Linked DNA regions of Canis lupus: region 1 is linked to region 2. A link is a contact called in public Hi-C data. All regions are on one chromosome and are shown on one strand. The core of a region is the stretch at or near the end of the contact, and the rest is flanking DNA. Distances in the headings are between cores, read along the strand shown. Region 1 holds the start of LOC482938 (zinc finger protein 596). Region 2 holds the start of SPCS3 (signal peptidase complex subunit 3).

Region 1 (5,053 bases), core at 1,014-3,513, 690 kb after region 2:
TGGTCAACTCCCCAGGAAGGGGAATCAGAATCTCCAAGCTCAAGCTCCTTCATTCCACCCTCCTAAACCCAAGAGAGAAACTGCTTCATTCCCCAATAGCTCCCAGGTTTGGCTCACAGCACAAATCTGCTCTCAACTGGAGGCTCCTTCAGATGTCAGGATATTCAGGGCCCTCAATAGTCACATGTACAGGAACCAGAGACCCCCCCGCCCCCCAAGGTGGGAGGGCATCATCCCAGGGATGATGGAGACACAGGTTCTCTTACACACATGCATTCCACTCTAGAGGGGCCGTCTACCCATCAGGCCATCAGAGTGACCCTATTCCAAATGCCATCCTATAGTCAATGATTATTTTTGGCTGCATCAGTTCCTGAAAAAGCAACTCGTTCTTCAGTTAAGGCATTTTCCTATGGAATGACTGGAAAATACCTTTTCATTGTAATAATAACAAAAACATAGATAGAAATAATTAGGGATCCCTGGGTGGCTCAGCAGTTTAGTTCCTGCCTTCGGCCCAGGGCGTGATCCTGGAGACCCAGGATCGAGTCCCACATCCAGCTCCCTGCATGGAGCCTGCATCTCCCTCTACCTGTGTCTGCCTCTCTCTCTCTGTCTTCCATGAATAAATAAATATTAAAAAAAATTATACTCCAATACACACTTTCTTTTCACTCTTCAGCTTTCATTGGACCTAATTCTCAGCCAGGCAAACATGGTTTAGAGATGTGGGCAGACCTTAGTCTACTAAGACGCCATCTTATCTTACGAGCTCGTTTTTTCGTAGAGAACTTCCAAACAATACACATCCTCCATGCACTCCATTATCACATCAGTCGACTTTCAGCCCCCTAAGCATGCTATGTGCAAACGCTTAAGATTTGATGGAGAAGGTGGGTTGGAGGCTGGATGGTTTACACTGGCAGGACTGTATCACTTGACTTCTACCTAAAGAGAGAGGCGAGAGGTTCAGGTACCTGGATTCCTTGACCCCAAATCATATACAGCCCTCCTTAATGTGTGTCCAGCTCCCCACAGATCGGAGACAAGCGAGGTGAGATCACCCAGGTTAAGTGATCTCTGCGCTGAGAGACCCAGAGGCCCTGTGGGAAAGGCTCCCCCCCCACTCCCTCCACAAGAACCGCACAGCGTTTAGTGCTCTCTGCCTACGAGAACATTCCCTTTCCAGAATTTACCTCCATGGGTCCCGACATTCAATATTTACAAGCAAATGTGAAAGTCGGAGAAATCTGTGTTAGGTTATTGGAAAACCAGAAGACGACTTCTTTTGGATTCATCTTTGAGAAAATTCTGCTGCATGAATAGTTGTGATTTAGTCTTGCCGAGTCTCCTCCAGCAGGAACTTGAGAATCTACAAAGGAGAGAGAAAAGGAGATTTTTTTTTTCCACTCACACATTCCCCGTTAATATTTATTAAGGGTATACGAGATGCGACTGAAATTTGAAAATCCAGTGCTTTTTAGTGTTCTTGTCAGAGAACACACACGGAAGGAATGAAAACCCAAGACTTCTCCCACACTTGACACAAAACATTCGGAAACAGAAAACAAAAACAGAAGATTAAATAAAAATCTGACTTTTTCGGGCAGCCCGGGTGGCTCAGCGGTTTAGCACCACCTTGGGCCCAGGGGGCGTGATCCTGGGGACCCGGGATCGAGTCCCAAGTCGGGCTCCTTGCATGGAGCCTGCCTCTCTCTCTCTCTCTGTCTGTGCCTGTCATGAATGAATAAATAAAATATTCAAAAAAATCTGACTTTTTTCAAAACTAAAAACGCTCGTTCAGGTGGCTCCCGAATAAAGATAGCGAAAAACGTGAAATTTAGTAACTCGGGCACCTGGCGATGTCAGGCACGTCCTTCTCAAAGGCACGTGAACGTCTCCATCTTCCGCAGATGTTGTGCCTCGGCGGTCCGTCCTCACCGCCCCAGCCGGGGCCGCCCAGGCCAGTTCGGAGTCCACACTCGCCCCACAGAAAAGGGCACCAGCATTTCACGTGGGGGATGCAGGCATCCCGACGCCCCCATCTCCGCACCGAGGTCCCCGCGCCCCCCGCACCCGCAGGTCACCCCGCACACCCACCTGGACGCTAAAGCGCCGCGCCGGGCTCTGCGTGCGGAAGTAGGTAGGCGCAGACCGGAAGCGCCCCGGGGGGGCGTGGCGAAGGCACGCGCACGCGCAGCACACCCCTCTCCGCCCAGGCCCCGCCCCACCCGAGCTCGCCGTTTCCGGCCGACCCGGAAGCAGATTTCCCGGACGGAAGGGCGTCCTCGCTGGAGGCTCAGCGCTTGTGGCTGCAGCTCGCACGTGGATGCCCCCAGCGTTGCGTCCTCCACGCCCGGAGCGCGGGGCCTCGCGAGCCTTCCAGCCCCCCCAGCTCCGCCCGCCCCGCCCGCGGGGAGCCCCGCCCAGCCCTGGGTCCGCGTCTGCTTCCGGTAAGCTGGTTCCCAGGCCGGCCGCGCCCCGGGACCCCTCCCTCCGCGCCCCTCCTCGGGGAGCCCCGGTGACACCCCCGCCCCCCGCCCCGCCGGCTGTGCCTGCCCGCCTGCGCTCGCGTTCCTGACGAGCCCCCGAAAAGTGTGCACTTCCTGGGCAGGGGCATCTTCGGGGGGGCAGGGGGAGACCAGGGAGACCCCGGGACACTGGGCGGGGGGGCGGGGGGAGATCCGTTTAGGGAAGCGGGTCGGATGGGCCTGGACCGAGCAAGACGGTGTGTGTGACCCGGGCTGGAAGCCCTGTAAGAAAAGTGACTAAAGGGATGCGCAGGGCCGGGGTGGGGGGGGACCCCAAATTCATTTATTTTATTTTATTTTTGGAGTTTTGTTTTTGATTTCCAACTCCCCACTCCCTTTTTTAAAACGCTCTGTGTCCGATCCCGACGATGAGGTCCCCGGGGTTTTGCAGCCTGTTGTCCTGGACACCCCCTTCGGTGCTCCTGTCAGCAGCAGCGGGCCACTCTCGTCCGTGCGGCCTCGGTGAAGATGCTGCTACTCACTCCTCTTTAAATCAACAGCGGGAATTTAGTGTAAGCAGCTAGTCCACATCATCATCTTCCTCCCCTGCTGACGTCCTGCCCTAAGCGGACAGTGCAGTGTGTTTCCGTTCCCTTTGCCCTCCCCTCCCCGCCCCCGAGTGACCGAGGGGGAGCTCGAGTGCCCGGGGGGACTCTGGAGAGCGAGCCCATCCGTTCATCACTGAGGAAGTTACTCAGGTGGTTCCACTGCTGACCTTCTTTCATGTTCTCCAGTCCTACTAATTAGGTCTTCTTAATCTCATGTTTTGTTTTTGTTTTTGATAGTTTAATAGGATGTTCTGGAAAAGAAGAATAAAATATTTGAGATTGTGATTAAAAAAAAAAAAAGCATGAATGAGAAGCGCTCTTGCTCAGGAGTATGAGACACACGCTCTGTCGTTTGTGGGGTAGGGGTGTGGAGGGCAAACCCTGCCACGGGATCCCCTGTAGGCCCAGCCATCTCTGCGAAGATGGTGCTGTTCCCTCTACTGGCTTCACCTGCCCACCTCGACACACGCAGGGAGCCACAAGGCAGCTTGACATCTGGAAAGGATCCAGATGTTTTAAAGCAAGCATGGAACAAAAGCATCCCCCAGTAAGAGGAGGAGGCAGGAGGTGCTGTGACTCTGGGAAGGGAGCCTGGAGGGGGAGTCAGAGTGCTGTCTGCGCTTAGGGCTCCCCGAATGGAAGGCAGTCTGAGCAGCTCGGGGGCAGGAGGAGTGAAGTGTCTGTTCCGACTCTGTGCTCAGCAGGTCCCAGCAGAGACCGTGGGGTCCCTTCCAGAGGTCAGTCCACTTCATACACTCACTGCACCCCCAGATGCGTGGGCTCGCCTACAATAGGAGAGCGTTCTGAAACAACAGGCAGAAAAACCCACCTGTTGATTTTCACGTAGGTGTTGGATGTCCGAGTCCGCACTGTCGGTGAACAGCAGAGGACTGCCCTCCCCACGTGGCAAATTCCTCCCTGTGTGTGTGGCTGCAGTACAGGAAAGTGTTAGGTTGATTCCGAGCCCCTAAAGTCATCTCCACACTCAGGAGTGACTTGTCAAGACTGAGCTTGCCTGAGAAAGCAGCTTTTTGTGTGTCCTTTTTAATTTCTTGATTCTTCTTTCGAGACTTCATTGATTTCTGTCAATGTTTTGATTTCTGTCAATGATTTCTCTCAATTTCTGTCAATGTTTTGTTGTTTCATTACTTAATCTTCTAATCTTCTTTTAACTTTTACTAATTATCTTCTTGATCTGTAAAATTTGAATTGTCAGTTTCCTCTTGCTTCCTTTTACTCAAGGAAGTTCAACAGTTTATAAAGTTTATAAAGTTCAACAGTTGGTTCCTTCATTTCCAAGCCCTCTCTGATAAGTATACTTAAAGTTTATACATGTTTTTAAAGATCTATTTATTTGAGGGAACATGCATGCACTTGTGAGGGGAGAGGGGAGGGGCAGAGGGAGAGGAGAGAATCTAAAGCAGACTCTGCGGAATGCAGAGCCTGACTTGGAGCTCAGTCTCACAACCTGGAGATCATGACCTAAGCCTAAATCAAGACTCGGATGTTTAATTGACTGAGCCACCCAAGCAGGTGTTACTCAAGTTTGTACATTTTTTCGAGGTAATAGGCGTGGCCTTATCCCATGATTTTGACAGCTGTTTTTTCTAGAGGGTCGGACAGTCATAGGACATCCTTCCTGAGTCTGCCCTCTCAGCACAGACCTGTCAGAACAGGACATAGAACGTTCAGGAGACTTGTCCTTCAATTTATGTCAGCAAGAATGATGCCCATGAACTAATGGCGACCCCGCTCCCAAAAAAAGACTAGAGTGGGATGAGCTAGAGTGAGATGCGGAGAAATGCTGAAAGGACCCCACCTTCCCCCTGGATTAAAGGAGACAAGAAGGCAGCAGCTAGACATAAAAGTAGCCCAGTAACGCTTTCTTTCCTTTTTTTTTAATTCAAATTTCATATTGGAAAATAACAGCATAACATTTAAGTGCTAAGAGAATGGATCAAATGGAGGATAAAG
Region 2 (4,967 bases), core at 1,813-4,312:
ATTCACTTTTTTAGCATGTTTCTCTCTGCTATCATAAAATATGGATGTATTTCTTGGGACTCTATGTGAAATACTTCATCTCGGTAGGCTGAGCACCGGTAACATTCTTTCTATAATCCAAATGACCAGATCTTATTTTTTCTTTCTGAAATATAGATTCAGAAAGAACTCTCTCAGAGATTTCAATCTATTTAATGTTTCTGTGAAAAATTTAAAGTCAGTTTACAGGGGATCCCTGGGTGGCGCAGCGGTTTAGCGCCTGCCTTTGGCCCAGGGCGCGATCCTGGAGACCCGGGATCGAATCCCACGTCGGGCTCCCAGTGCATGGAGCCTGCTTCTCCCTCTGCCTGTGTCTCTGCCTCTCTCTCTCTCTGTGACTATCATGAATAAATAAATAAAATCTTTAAAAAAAAAAAAAAAAAAAAAAAAAAAGTCAGTTTACAAAATAAGAACTGGAGAATCCATAGGTAAATTTTCTCAAGGTGTGAAGGAGGAGGTATTAAGACTAATGGAAAGGCAGGTACGGAAACTTCTAAAGTTGGGCTGATTCAGGGGATAGTGGGACTCACTGGCTTGGCCCCAAATCACCCAACAATGTGTATTATAATTATAGGACTACAGAGAAAGCAATAAAATATTTCCTTAAAGGATATCAGCTGTTATATCAAACGTGATGAATCCCAGATCGCTTCTTTCTCTAGGTCCAGTGAAGTCTTCTACATTTTTTCTAAAAACAGAGATAAAAGTTTTAGGACCCTCAACCATAGCAGCACACACAATTCACAGGATTCCTTCAAGACCGGATCTAGGTGGATACACAGGTGGAACGGGAATCCCACGACGAAACAAGTAGAAATCCGGAAAATGTTGAGGATAAAATTTGTAATCCGATATAAAATTAGGCCTTTGGCTATATGCACCTACCTCAAAAGAGAATCCCTAGCAAGAACGTGGGGGGGCGGGGGGGGGGGGTGAACACTGGCTGTGGGGAGGGTGGTCCGAGCGGATGATGACCACCGCTGTTCATGGAGTCCTCACCGTGGGTGTCGGGTCAGGCCCAGCAATGTATTTTTCATCATTATCCAAATAGTTGCCACCGCAAGCCTATGTGCCCCGGGTGTTATTTGTATGTCAGACAAAAGGAAATTCAGGCCCAGGGCGATAAGAAACTTGCTCTAGATTAACAACAGCTAACAGTTCCTGAGTCTATTTAAGTCTTAAAAAAAAAAAAAAGAAAAAGAAAAAGAAAGAAAACAGTACCACCTAACAAGCAGCAAGAGGGAATAAAGGGGGGAGGGAGGGGGGAGACCTCAGTGTCAGAGGACCGGCCCGTCGGGCAAAGTAGTGAAGGCAACTAAGGTGGAAGCGCGAGCGGGAACTCGGTGCAAGATGGACAGCGAGGATGTGGGGACGTGAGGGTGTGGGGAGGTGAGGATGGACAGTGGGGATGTGAGGATGGACAGTGGGGACATGAGGATGCACAGTGGAGACGTGAGGATGCACAGTAGGGAGGTGAGGATGGACAGTGGGGAGGTGAGGATGGACAGTGAGGACGTGAGGGTGTGGGGAGGTGAGGGTGCACAGTGGGGACGTGAGGATGGACACTGGGGATGTGAGGATGGACAGTGGGGACATGAGGGTGTGAGGAGGTGAGGATGGACAGTGGGGACATGAGGATGCACAGTGGAGACGTGAGGATGCACAGTAGGGAGGTGAGGATGGACAGTGGGGAGGTGAGGATGGACAGTGAGGACGTGAGGGTGTGGGGAGGTGAGGGTGCACAGTGGGGACGTGAGGATGGACACTGGGGATGTGAGGATGGACAGTGGGGACATGAGGGTGTGAGGAGGTGAGGATGCACAGTGGGGACGTGAGGATGCACAGTGGGGGCGTGAGGATAGACAGTGGGGACATGAGGATGGACAGTGGGGACGTGAGGGTGTGGGGAGGTGAGGATGGACAGTGAGGACGTGAGGATGCACAGTGGGGACGTGAGGATGGACAGTGAGGACGTGGGGATGTGAGGCGGGGGGGGGGGGGGCGGCACATATGGAAGAATAAAGTGCCAGAGGGCAACTATCGGGGGCGAAAGGCCGGGGCATCCACCGCAGGGCCGCGTCCTTCTGAGGTCCCGGCTCCGGCATTTCGGCAGGTGCGCGGCGGCGGCGGCGGGGGCAGTGCGAGGCCCCCCAGGCTCCCGCTCCCGGCTCCCCCCGGGCCCCAACCTGGGCCGCGGAAGGCAGGCGCCCCCCGGGAAGGACGGGACCGCGGGGGGACCGCGGGGGGGGGACGGCGGCAGGGCCCCGGGACGGACCGACGGACGGACGGAGGGAGGGAGGGAGGGACGGAGGGAGGGCGGCCCCGGCGGGAAGGAGGCGGGCTCGGGAGGGCGGCGGGAGGGCGGGAGGCGGCCCGGGCCCGGCGGGGGAGGAAGGGCGGCGGCGGCGGCGGCGGCGGCTCGGCTGTTGTGTTGCTCCCTCATTGGCCGCGCGCGGGCGGGGGAAGTGAGGCACAGGAAGGAAGCGGAGGCACCGGCCTGACTTACTCAGAATTAAAATTTAAGAGCAAGCCCGGGAACTCGGCGGGCGGGGGCGGCGGGGAGCCGCGCCGAGGACCGCCCCGCGCCCAGCCCCGCGCCCCGCGCCCCGCGCCCAGCCCCGCGCCCAGCCCCGCGCCCAGCCCCGGCCCCGCTCCCCCGCGCTCCCCGCTCCCCCGCGGCCCGGCCTCCCGGCTCCCCGGCTCCCCGGCCCCCGCCCCCCCGGCCCGCCGCGCTCACAGCATGATCCGCGAGACGTGCAGCCGCACCGGGACGCTCCGGTCCTTGAAGGCGGTGGTGATGAAGCAGCCGAACGTGAGCGCCGCCATCACGCTCAGCGAGAAGGCGAACAGCGAGTTCGCCCGCGACAGCACCGTGTTCATGGCGCCAGTGGCCCGCGCCGCCCGCCCGCCCGCCCGCCGCGCACGCACACCGGGACCCCGCTCGGCCGCGGCCCGGCTCCCCGCGCCCCTGCGCTCCCCGCGCTCCCCGCGCTCCTGCCGCCTGCGCCCCGCGGTCCCGGGAGCGCGCGCCGCCGCGGCCCCGCCCCCTTCCGGTCCGGCGACGCGGGCGAGCGCGCGCGCACCCGCCGCCCGGACACACCCACCTCGCGGCCGGCCGCCGCCGCCAATCAGCGGCGAGCGGGGGCGGGGCTTCTCCGCGGAGGCCACGCCCCCTGGGAGCCCCGCCCCCTGCCCTGGTTCCCCTGGTTCCCGCCTCGCGGCCCCGGGCTCCCCCGCCCGCCCCGGCGGCCGCGCCTCACCTGCGGGGCGTCGATCTGCCCTGACAGCCTGCGGCCGGGCCAGCTCCCTCGCACGTTTGGAAGCTGCACTTCACAAGACTCTTCCCACCTCCCACCCCCCTTTGGCAAATGCGACCAAAGTTACAACAGTTGTTTGCAGGGTGGGGGACAGGGAGAAGGGGCCTCCCAGGTCCACCAAATGCAGGCTGCCTTTGCTCTCTCCGCGTCCAGCCCTAGTCCGGTTCCTAGTGATGCTTTGCCTTCCGACTGCAGCTAAACCTGTTTTAAAACGGATGCTCCCGGTTTAAAATATTTGCATTTTAAATGCGATATTAAACTGCAAAGTGGTATCTCCCATAACTAGAAGAAGGACTTCACTGGGTCCTTAGCATCAAAGGAGATAACGACTGGTGGACTTGCTGTACAGCACAATATATAAGCATTTTATTTATTTATTTTTAAAAGATTTATTTATTTATTCATGAAAGACACAGACACAGAGAGAGAGAGGCAGAGACACAGGCAGAGGGAGAAGCAGGCTCCATGCAGGGAGCCTGACAGGGGACTCGATCCCGGGAATCCAGGATCACAACCTGAGGAAAAGGCAGGGGCCCAACCACTGAGCCACCCAGGCGTCCCTATATAAAAAATTTAAATTAGTGAGCCAACCAGACAAAATGGCCCTGCATCTGAGCTTTGCATTCAGGTTCTTCATCCCCAGGCCCTCTTGTCTCAGAGCCGCTTTTTGAATCTGGCCATTCCGTCCACTGTCTTTGGTCCACCTGTGTGCACTTGACTATTTGCCTGCATGACAAGTTAGCTCCCTTGGTGACTGGTGCATGCCCCTCATGACACACCAGACTAGTTTATTGAGCACCCTTGAGGGGGTATCAGAAATTACACCAAAACCATTGGTTTCTGAGATCTATATACCTCACCCTCCCAAGGAAAAAGAAGATGAAGAAGCCCTGCCATGTTCCCTAGACAAAGATCTCCGAATTTACTGGGATTCTTTGAATAGTTTAGGCAGTTAATACCCAACTTCTTGCTCACATCGCCTAGACTCTAAGCTCTTAGGAAAGTGAGAGGCTGCTAGAAAGCCTTCAGCATTTTTTTTATTAAAGATTTTATTTATTTATGAGACACACAGAGAGAGGCAGAGACATAAGCAGAGGGAGAAGCAGGCCCCACACAGGGAACCGGATGTGGGACTCCATCCCTGCACCCCAGGATCCTGCCCTGAGCCCCCCGGGGCATCCGGATCCTTCGGCATTTTCTCAGTTGAAGAACCTAATCAACTTTATTTTCTTTCTGGCCTCCTCCGATTCACTCAGAAATGCTCTGTTGAAACGGTATCTCTCACGTAGCCTGGTGAACATCTGGTCACTGGAGAACCCACGTACCTCCCCGGCATGCTAGTCCCAGCTAAACAACCTCAAGGTTGGCTTTGGGGAATTACCCTGTTACAATATATTCAGGCCACTGAAGTTCTAGAATATGTAAGATCCAAAAATTCAGACCATGCCTGGTGAGGTTTATTACATTCTTTAAAACTCATTTGAGTAATCTTTATTATCGAAAAGCTTCTAAATACCCACAGGCAAGCAAAGCCAGCTGCATCTGGAACGGAAATAAAAGGGGGGGGGGACATAGTTATGGGAACTGTGTAGAAGGGTTAATAAAACAGGC

The links. Hi-C and Micro-C count contacts between places; a contact is called where the count stands out from the background.
Region 1: a contact with region 2 is called in a Hi-C map of blood, with 2.4 times the contacts expected there. The contact joins the promoter of LOC482938 here to the promoter of SPCS3 in region 2. A contact is called at or near these places in 2 of 9 Hi-C or Micro-C datasets (both in blood).

What each region holds. Positions count from the first base shown.
Region 1 is chr16:54,993,581-54,998,633 of UU_Cfam_GSD_1.0, forward strand. It overlaps LOC482938 (zinc finger protein 596), which reads left to right and starts at 2,264. Exons shown (of 8, transcript XM_038560521.1): 1 at 2,264-2,453. It also overlaps the pseudogene LOC119877108.
Region 2 is chr16:54,307,641-54,312,607 of UU_Cfam_GSD_1.0, forward strand. It overlaps SPCS3 (signal peptidase complex subunit 3), which reads right to left and starts at 3,063. Exons shown (of 5, transcript XM_038560497.1): 1 at 2,777-3,063; 2 at 654-727. The coding sequence starts at 2,919.